Regions from separate parts of the Ovis aries genome. Here region 1 is linked to region 2. A link is a contact called in public Hi-C data. All regions are on one chromosome and are shown on one strand. The core of a region is the stretch at or near the end of the contact, and the rest is flanking DNA. Distances in the headings are between cores, read along the strand shown.

What was found. A called contact is a pair of places that touch in the nucleus more often than the background predicts.
Region 1: a Hi-C map of liver shows a contact between it and region 2, with 4 times the contacts expected there. The contact joins two enhancer-like sites. A contact is called at or near these places in 2 of 16 Hi-C or Micro-C datasets (hypothalamus and liver).

What each region holds. Positions count from the first base shown.
Region 1 is chr21:46,627,655-46,632,285 of ARS-UI_Ramb_v3.0, reverse strand. No RefSeq gene overlaps it. Among named protein-coding and RNA genes, the nearest start is that of MUC5B, 17 kb to the right of the region's middle. Within about 2 kb of position 2,900, at least 1 of the 54 cell types and tissues checked has an H3K27ac peak or open chromatin away from gene starts, as enhancers often do. A contact at or near this core is called in liver, where this site is marked.
Region 2 is chr21:46,458,995-46,463,872 of ARS-UI_Ramb_v3.0, reverse strand. It overlaps BRSK2 (BR serine/threonine kinase 2), which reads left to right. Exons shown (of 21, transcript XR_006057420.2): 9 at 9-40; 10 at 329-493; 11 at 579-676; 12 at 745-895; 13 at 4,173-4,233. Among named protein-coding and RNA genes, the nearest start is that of BRSK2, 36 kb to the left of the region's middle. Within about 2 kb of position 3,447, at least 1 of the 54 cell types and tissues checked has an H3K27ac peak or open chromatin away from gene starts, as enhancers often do. A contact at or near this core is called in liver, where this site is marked.

The sequences.
Region 1 (4,631 bases), core at 1,651-4,150, 170 kb before region 2:
TCAAAGCTACGGTTTTTCTAATAGTCATGTATGGATGTGAGAGTTGGACCATAAAGAGAGCTGAGCGCCCAAGAATTGATGCTTTTGAACTGTGGTGTTGGAGAAGACTCTTGAGAGTCCCTTGGACTACAAGGAGGTCAAATTAGTCCATCCTAAAGGAGATCAGTCCTGATGTTCATTGGAAGAACTGGTGCTGAAGCTGAAACTCCAATACTGCGGCCACCTGATGTGAAAAAGTGACTGATTGGAAAAGACCCTGATGCTAGGAAAGATTGAAGGCAGGAGGAGAAGGGGACAGCAGAGGATGAGATGGTTTGGATGGCATCACTGACTCTGTGGACATGAGTTTGGGTGAACTCCGGGAGTTGGTGATGGACAGGGAAGCCTGGCATGCTGCAGTCCATGGGGTCGCAGAGTCTGACATGACTGAGGGACTGAACTGAAAGATGGGTGGGGGGATGGGCAGAGAGATGCCCTTCACTCTGGACTCCAGGAGACTCAGCATCACTCAGGTGAGGCCCCTGAGGCCGCAGGGAGACGGGAGGTGGGGAGTGAGTCTCCCACGGGATGTAAAACACCAGATACACACCAGACATTGGCAACATCCCTGGGCTTTGATGACAGTAACTCCCTTCACGGTGGATGGGGTGATTGACCGGGGATCACTGTGGACAGGGTGGCTGACCCGGGCCACTGTGGACGGGGTGGCTGACCCGGGCCACTGGGTGATTGACCGGGGATCACTGTGGACGGGGTGACTGACCCGGGCCACTGGGTGATTGACCGGGGATCACCGTGGACGGGGTGGCTGACCCGGGTCACCGTGGACGGGGTGACTGACCTGGGTCACTGTCTGCCTTGGTGGCTGTCTCATGGTTCATAGAACTCACCTCAAGGCGCCCACCAGGGTTTTATTTCTTTGCAGAATAGAATGGCAACAGAACGTCAGCATGTTACCATTGTCCCCTGGGTCCTGGCTTCTGGAGGAAAACGTGTCCATGGCTGAGGTAGGGCCACGTGAGGATGGACAGAGGGACACGGGAGCCGCCTGGGCTGCCAGCATACCAGCCCAGAACTGCAACGTGGCAGGAGTGACTGGAGTGTTCCAGCCAGGAGCCCAGGGGCTTTGTGTGGTCAGCCTGGGATCCAGGGCCCCCCCAGCACCCACCCCCAGGGCCCACGCTGCCCAGCAGGGGTCTGCCCAGGCACAGCGGGCAGGAGAGCGCCCAGGGCAGGTCAGAGCTGACGCGGCCGGACGTGGACTGCAGTAGCCTGGGTGTTGCCCCCACACCCCGCGGGGCCCGGGGACTCGATGCCCCACTCCCCAGGTGCCAGGCCCTGAGGGCGCCCAGCACCCAGGATGGGCTCAGGGCCACCCCGCCCTGCAGTGCCACAGCCCCACCCCACGCAGCGAGGAGCAGGGGCACCCTTGGGGGCACGGCCATCAACAGGTGCCGCCCACTTCAGGAGACCCTTCCGCATGGCGACTTGGCCACCAGAGGCCGGGGCTACAAGCCCCCGGGGGTGTGAGGCAGCCCCTCCCCCACCCCACCCTGGCCCCTCCCGCCCGGCTTTCTCCAGGGAAGCCAAGCCGGGGGCCACCAGTGTCCACAGAGCCGGCGGCCCCCGGCAGCCTGGGCATCTGGAGACTGTTCCCCAGGTGAGAGGGTGGCCTGGGCCTCGTGGGCTCAGCCTCAGCCTCACAGACTCCACGCTGAGCCCTCGGTGGAGGGCCTTCCCGTCCTGTCTCCAGACCTGCTCTTTCCTGGACCCCCTCCTGGCCCTTAGCCTCCAGGACCAGAAAGTGGGCCCGGCCTCCTGCCTGGGGTGGGGTCTCCGCTTCCTGTTCTCCGCCAACGGCCGAGCCTCCGTGGCTCCAGGAGGGGGCTGTTCAGTGTGTGTGAAGCCAGCAGGGACCCGGTCCTGCTGAGAGCCGTGGGCGCGGGACTGCTGCCTGGGCGGACGCCACGCTCCACGGTGCTGTGCCCGGCCCAGGAAGCCCCCAGGAGCTCCCACTGGTGCCCCCTCCTGCCAGGGCTCCCACCCAGCCCCCCGCCTCCCAGGGCCCCTGCAGACAGCTGTCCTGGGGCAGCTCTGGGCATTGGGAAGCCTGTGCTTCCAGCCACAGCTGCAGGGCTGGCTCCTGCGTCTCTGCTCGGCGCACCTGGATGTGAGTGTCGCTCACACACTCTCTGGCCTGACGTGCAGACGTGGCCGACAGGCCCAGGGCGTGGCGGGGGGACCCCAGAGCCCTGGGAACCCGGGCAAGGGCTGCGCCGCTTGGTAGAAGACGCTTATCCAGAGGCCGGGCGGCCTCCCCAGGAAAGGGGTCCCGGCAGGGGCTGTGGGGGAGGGGCTCGGCCACTGCTGCCCCCCTGCTGGCCCCACCATCCTGCCAGCCCCCCTGAGCTCGAGGGGGCCCGGCAGTGCTCAGCAGATCTGCTGGGCAGGCCTGGGGGCGGACGTGGGGAGGTGGTCCAGCAGGGTCCAGCCAGGGTGCCTGAGAGGTCTCCATCTGACACCCTAGTCCAGCTCGCCCCTCAGCACCTTTCCTGGACACAGGACCCCAGCTGTGAGCCCCCCTCCTGTTACAGGACAGAGTTCAAGCTCACCAATCTCTGGGGTGTCCCCCCACTTACTGCACTGACCACATGGCAGATGGGGGAGGCTGGGGTCCTGGCGGAACATGAACACTGTATCTGGCTGGGAGGGAACCCTTCAGCCTCCCCAGGAAAGCTCAGCGGAGTGAAGTTGGGGGCCCCTGCATGTCACGGATGAGGCCCTGGCCTGTGACCCCTAGGAGGGCGAGGCCCCCAGGAGGACTGTGCCCTGCGGCCCGGCTCCCTCCACCCGGGGCCGGGACCAGACCCAGGACAGCGGTGTGCCTCCCTCACCAGTCACTGGGCACCGCTGGGCCCTGCGGCCGGGGGAGAGGGCAGCAGGCGGGGCTTGGGTGCAGACGGCTGGCCTGTGCGGCCTCAGGGAAGGCCAGGCGCCCCTGGCAGCGCTGGTGGGCGGGCAGGGGTGCTCCAGGTGGCGTGGGCTGTGCCAGGGCTCCTCTGCCAGCCTGCGGTGCTGAGTCAATACTGCGCTTCCTGGAGGCAAGAGGCACGCTGCCCACTGACACCCGGTCATCTCTGCTGGCGTCCAGGACACCCCGCCTGCCGCTGTTTGTTCTCCCTCACGCTGCCTTAATCCTGAGCAAATGTGGGCCCAGGGCCCGACCTTTCCTGCCGTCCACGTCTACCACCTCGCCCGGCCTCTGCCCTTCAGGGGGACCCCACAGCCCTCCCCAAGACCCTGGCCTGTGTGGGCTGCCGCTTCTCCAGGAGGCTTACAGGGCTGAGAAGTGGGGGAGAGGGGAGAGGGGGCCCCTCCCGCGCTCGCCTGGGGACCTGCCGCACCACGGGCCCCTGCACAGGCCGGCTCTTCCCGGGCCTTCCCTCGCTCTCCCCTGCTTCTGCCCCCTCACTTCCCCCGTCTCCCCCGGTCCTCTCCCAGCTCACCACCGGGTCCCCGCCATGTCCAGCTGCAGTGGCGCCTCCAGTGGTCTCCTTCTAGTCCATTCCTCCAAACCACCGCCAGCGTGGAGCTTTCTGGAGGACTCTGGGATACGATTTCCAGTTTACGGAGAAGTTGCAGAAACAGCGCGGCGAGCTCCGCTGCCACCAGCCCGGATTCCCCGGTGCTTGCGTTCGGCTCCCTCTGGCGAGCTGTCTGCTCCTGGGCTGTGCTGGGCCTGCCCTCCCCTCTCTCTGTGTCTACACATTTTTCTCTGCAACACTGGAGTCTGAGAAGCTATGCTCTTTCGCCCTAAAGAGACAGGTGTGTCTCCCAGAAGTAAGGCGGGGCCGGCCGTGGGCAGCACCGCCATCTGCCCTGGTCCGCGCTGCTGCGCCCGGCTCGCGCCCTGCTCTCGCGCCTTCCTCCCAGCCTGGGGTCTGACTGAGGGCCGCGTGTCACGTGAGCCCAGCCTCCTGGGTCACCTCTAACCTGGAATCTGCCCCCAGCCTTTCTCTGGGCTTCTCGACCACACCCTTCCTGAGGAGTGTGGGCTGCTTCCCGGGTGGAGCGCCCCCTCGTCTGGGTCTGCCCGTGGCCTTTCTGTGCTGAGGTTGGAGTTCGCATTCGGCAGAGTGGGGGTGTGCCCTTCCTGCTGTCCCGTATCTGGAGGCGCATGGTGTCAGTTGGACCCACTACTGGGAGCTCACTTCAGCTCAGGCGAGGCTGTCAGATTTTCCACTGGAAAGCGATTCCTCCCCACCCTTGGAATGAATATGGTCTTGTGGGAGATGCTTGGGGACCATGTAAGGTGTTAGCACCCATGACGCGTTTCTAATTGCTCCCACTCTGGGCTGGATCCTGCAGCAGGAAGACCTTCCCCTCCTCCCCCGTGTGTCCATTTCTCGTTTACTCATTTATACCAGGTTAGTCTCCCACGCTTGTGTTTTCAGAACGACTCTGTGATGGGCTTGGAATGTCCAAGATCTTGTTCTCCACAGAAAGACTGAAAAAGACGGGAGACTGTCAGGACTAACTTTGTCAGAACTCTAGAAGACAGGCAGTGGTTTACAAAAACCAAGCTAATGTCCAACCCAGAAAAGGCCATCTTCAGAAGAGTAGGGAAGTTT
Region 2 (4,878 bases), core at 2,198-4,697:
CCTTGTAGCTAGAGCACATTCAGAAACACATATGGTATATGTAAGTAGCTCTTCCTGCCCTCATCGCCCGCTTTGCCTGCCTCTGTGGCCCGGGGGGCCCGCTAGGGACGACGGGGGGAGGGCCCGGCCCAACGCAGGCCTGCCTCCAGCCTCGGGCCCCTGGCCAGTTCTCGGGGACCCTGGCCGGCCCACGCTGGGCACAGGCAGGACGCAGGAGATGTGCAGGGGCCGGGCGCAGGGAGAGCAGCAGGACTCAGGCCCAGGGCCGGGGAGCGGGCGAGGAGCCTCGGGTGCTGCCAGAGGGAGTGACCGGGCCCTGTCCCCGCAGAGGAGGCAAGAACGAGCCGGAGCCGGAGCAGCCTGTCCCTCGCAAGGTGCAGATCCGCTCCCTGCCCAGCCTGGAGGACATCGACCCCGACGTGCTGGACAGCATGCACTCGCTCGGCTGCTTCCGGGACCGCAACAAGCTGCTGCAGGACCTGCTGTCCGAGGAGTGCGTGCGGGGGCCTGCCTGGGGGCGGGGGCGCCGCCCTGCGGGGACCCCCATCCAGCCTTCCGGCGCCTCTCACCCTCTGCAGGGAGAACCAGGAGAAGATGATCTATTTCCTCCTCCTGGACCGGAAAGAGAGGTACCCGAGCCACGAGGACGAGGACTTGCCGCCCAGGAACGAGATAGGTACGGGGTCCCGGGGCCGCCCGCGCCGCCCCTGCGGGCTGCCGGCCCTGACCCCGCTCTGCACGCAGACCCGCCCCGGAAGCGCGTGGACTCCCCGATGCTCAACCGGCACGGCAAGCGGCGGCCCGAGCGGAAGTCCATGGAGGTGCTGAGCGTGACGGACGGCGGCTCCCCTGTGCCCGCACGGCGGGCCCTGGAGATGGCCCAGCACGGCCAGAGGTGCGTGCCTCCTGCCGCCGCGGCCGGGCGGCGCTGGACGGGGCCTGGCTCCTCTCTGCACCCCGGCCCTGGGGCTGGGCTAAGGCTGCTGCGTGGCACTGGGCTGAGGTGCGCCTGGGGAGGTGTCGGGGTAGGGGCCTGCATGGGCTGCGGTGGGCTGGGCTGGCTGGCTGAGCTGAGCTGGACTGGGCTGGACTAAGCTGGAATAAGGTGATCTGGGCTGAACTCTGGGCTGGAGCAGACTGGGCTGGGTTGGGCTGACAGGGGCAGGGCTTTGCTTGATTGGCTTGGGTCAGGCTGGGTTCGGTGCGGCTATCCTGGACAGAGCTGGGCTGGAGTGGATTAGACTGCGCAGGGCTGGGCGGAGGTCAGCTGTGTTCAGAGCCGCAGCCCAGGAGGCTTAACCCTGATTGATGCTGAGCCCGTGTTTGGATCAGCTGTGGCCAGGCAGGGGTCAGGGATGTGGAATCTTGGTGTGGGGGGTCTGGGCCCCCCTGAGAAGCAGGGGGCATTGGGGCCCTGCAGAGCCTCTGCTGTTCCCGGGATGCTGGGCGAGACCAAGCCTCCCTGCCCAGGCAGGGCCTTCAGCCCTCAGGGAGACCCTGGGGCGGAGGCTCCGCGGGAGGTGTCACCGCTGGAGCCCCGGCCACACCAGTCAGCTGGGTGCTCGGCTCTGGGGCCAGCCGGGCCTCTGAGGAACTGCAGGCTGTGGGCCACCGTCAGGATTAAATGGGTCACCGACCCACCGGCCACGGCCCCCACCCCCGGCAGTCCCAGCCCCCACCCTCTGGGGTCCCAGCCTCTGGGGCCCTCTCCAGGTCTGCCAGCCACCGCGGTCCACCGCCCTCGCGTCCTGCCCTGGGGTGGGGGGCGGGGAGGAGCAAGAGGAAGGTCCTGCTTGTCGGGGCGCCTCTCCTGGAGGCGTCGTCCTTTCCGAGCCTTGCACTGGCTTCCCGCTCCACAGCTGCGGGCAGGCTGGGGGCTCGCCAGCCTCCCCCCGCCCTGCACACCCCACCTTTGGCCGTCCTGGCTTCCGCTCTGCCTTTCAGGCCCGAGTGCCTCAGGGGCGGCGGGGGGCTGGGGCGGGGTCAGGGGTCACCCATCCCAGGGGTCACTCACTGGAAAGCCGACCCTCCTCGCCCTCCGCACTTACTGCTCCATCTCAGAGGCTGCTCCTCCCTGGCTTGGCCCCTTGTCGAGGCGACAGGCCACCCCCCTGGGGTGGCGCCAGGTGTCCCCCGGGGCCGCTCTGCCCATCAGGCCGCCGGCTGTGCCACCCCTGCCCGACCGGCCCTCCTGTGCGCCTGGCCTCGGCCGGCGGGCTGTGCCCAACTCGGAGGTGTGGAGGGCCGGCCTCCTGGGCCACCTGGCGGGGCCGCGGCAGTAATTCTGTTTTCTCACTTTGTTCCCGCTGTAGTAAAGCAATGTTCAGTAAAAGCCTGGATATCGCTGAAGCCCACCCCCAATTCAGCAAAGAAGACAGGTATACACCCTGCCCCCCATCCCCCGCCCCAGCCCCACAGACAGCGGCGGGCCTGGGGGCAGGGCTGGGCCTCGGGTGGCCTCCCCCATCTGGCGAGGGAGACTTCCCGTGAGCCGGGGGGAGGGCTGGTCAGCTGAGGCTGACGCCCAGGAGGAGGAACGCGGCCCCCCAGGAGTGCCAGGAGACCCGGGCTCTGCCCGCCCCGGGCCCTGGGCTGCCCTCGGCTGTGGTCAGTGGGCCTCTGGGCCTGTTCAGCTCCCCTTCCCCGCTCCACACTGGCCTGTGTCCGGGGGCCGCCCGGCTGTCCACACGGACCAGAGTGGAGGTGCTCGCCCTGGGCGCCGCAGGCTCCCCAGGAAGGGGCAGGGGCTGTGCGGGTCCCAGGAGGTCCTGCACCCCGCCTGCAGGGCCCGCTGCCCGGCAGCGCCCGTGGCGGGGCCTCGCTTGGCCCGGGGCCCCTGGCTCCCCCTCCGTGCCCCCTCCCACCCCGGCTGCTCTGCGCTGGCGTGTCCTTCCCGCAACTCAGCTTCCAGGGTTAGACAGCAGGGCGTGGAAGCGGCCCCAACAGTCTGCTGCTGCTTCTCTGCTTCCTTCGTGCCGAGCGGCAAGCTCGCAGCTGCTGCCCCTGCCTGCCGCGGTGCGGGGCAGGCCCCCGCTGGGCCCGCCAGCCCGTGTCCCGTTCTCATGGCTGAGGGCTGAGGGCCCTGCCCGGCAGATACAAGTGGACTGGGCTGGGGCTGCTGAGGGCGAGGCACCGGCTCCGTGGCTGCGTCAGGTGGGGTGGGGGTCAGAGGGTCGTCGCCGGGGGGCTCCAGCCCACGGGTGCTGGGGGCCTGGCCAGCGGGGGCCCGGCTCCTCCCCGAGGCCCAGGAGCTGGCCGCGGCGTGGGCAGTGTGGCCGGGCGGGCGGTGTGGCTGCCCTTCACGCTGTTCTGTCCTCTTCTCTCCTGTGGCTGCCTCGACCCCTCCGGTTTCCTTCCTCTAAGGATGGCCGGTGCCGGCGCCCAGGGGTGAGCGGTGTCTCCTTTCCCTCGAGGCCACGTGGGTGGTGGAGCAAGGCCCTGCAGGCCCAGCCCCGCCCCAGAGGCGTCCGGTTCCTGCCCCAAGGGGGCAGCGGCCTCAGTGGTTTCCACCGGGCAAGCTGGCCAGTGACCTCTCTGCAGCCATGCCCAGGCCAAGTCTGCAGGCCACACGGAGGCAGGGTGGACAGAGTCCACATCCCTGCTGATGGCCGTCACAGGCGCCGTGCAGGCGGCGGGGGGGGGGGGTGGCTCTGAGCCATACAGGTGGACCGTGGGCATGGAGGCGCTAGGCTGGTGCCCAGGCGCCAGGGGTGAGGCGCTCGGTGGAGTGCAGGACTCTGGGTCTTCGACAGCTCAGCCTGGAAGCTCAGCTGGGCTCGGGTCAGTGGGTGTGGAGAGGGGCCCCCGGGAGCCTTGCCTCCCCTGTCCCTCTGCTCACCAGGCTCGAGAGCATTGCTGAGGGCCCTTCTCTGCCCTCTGGGCCTGGGGCTTTGGGCCTTGGACATGAGGCAGCTTCTGCGTGGGGGGAAGAGGAGCCCCCAGGCCGCCAGCTGCACCATGGGGCTCCAGTGGCCCCCAGGGGCCCGGGCCCTCCTGGGCCTGGTGCAAAGTGGGGGGGGCGGCAGGCCTGCCCTGGGCACTGCCAGGCCTGCGCTGGGCACTGCCAGGCCTGCGCTGGGCCGGGGCCACTGCGGGGCTCTCTGCAGGCCCACCCGAGGGGGGAGGCGCCGGGAGCCCCCGGTCTGAGCCACCCTGCGCGCCCGTGTTCCCAGGTCCAGGTCCATCAGCGGCGCCTCCTCGGGCCTGTCCACCAGCCCGCTCAGCAGCCCCCGGGTGAGTGACCCCGCCCCCCAGGGCGCCCCCCCAGGGCAGGGGGTGGCTGGGCGGACCCCACCCCACCTGCTGCTCGGGGGCTCCGGCTGCTGTCGCTAACGGCACGTTTTCTGTTTTGTTCCCTCGTGTGTCGTTTCCTTTTGTGGCGAACGCTCCCCCCACCCGCCTGTCCCCACTCCTGCCTTGGGGTCCTCCTGGGGTTGTGTGTGCTTGCGGGGGCGGGGCATGCGGGGGGCGGGGCATGCGCTGGGCTCTGGGGCCCCCCTGTTCTCCCCTGCGACTCCCGCCTGCACTGTAGCCTATTAGAAAGTTCATCCTGCCTCCCCCGCCCCCCGAGCTCCCCTTTGTGGCCTGCCCCCCGGCCACCTCCACGGAGCCTGAAGCTTGTCGGAGCGCCTCCCGGCCCGGACACCTCCTCCCTCCACAGGCCGCCCCGCGGCCCAACCCCAAGACCCAGACCTTGCCGAGCAAGGCCAAGCTGACCGACAAGCCACTGCAGGGCACCAAGTCCAACCCACTCCCGGCAGGCACCCAGGCCCAGCCCCTTGTCCCAGGGGGCCTCAGCCCCCAGCCGGCCCTGCCCCCGGGCCCACCCGCCTTGCCGTCGCCTGCCCAGCTCCCACCCCCTGGGACTGAACCGAACAC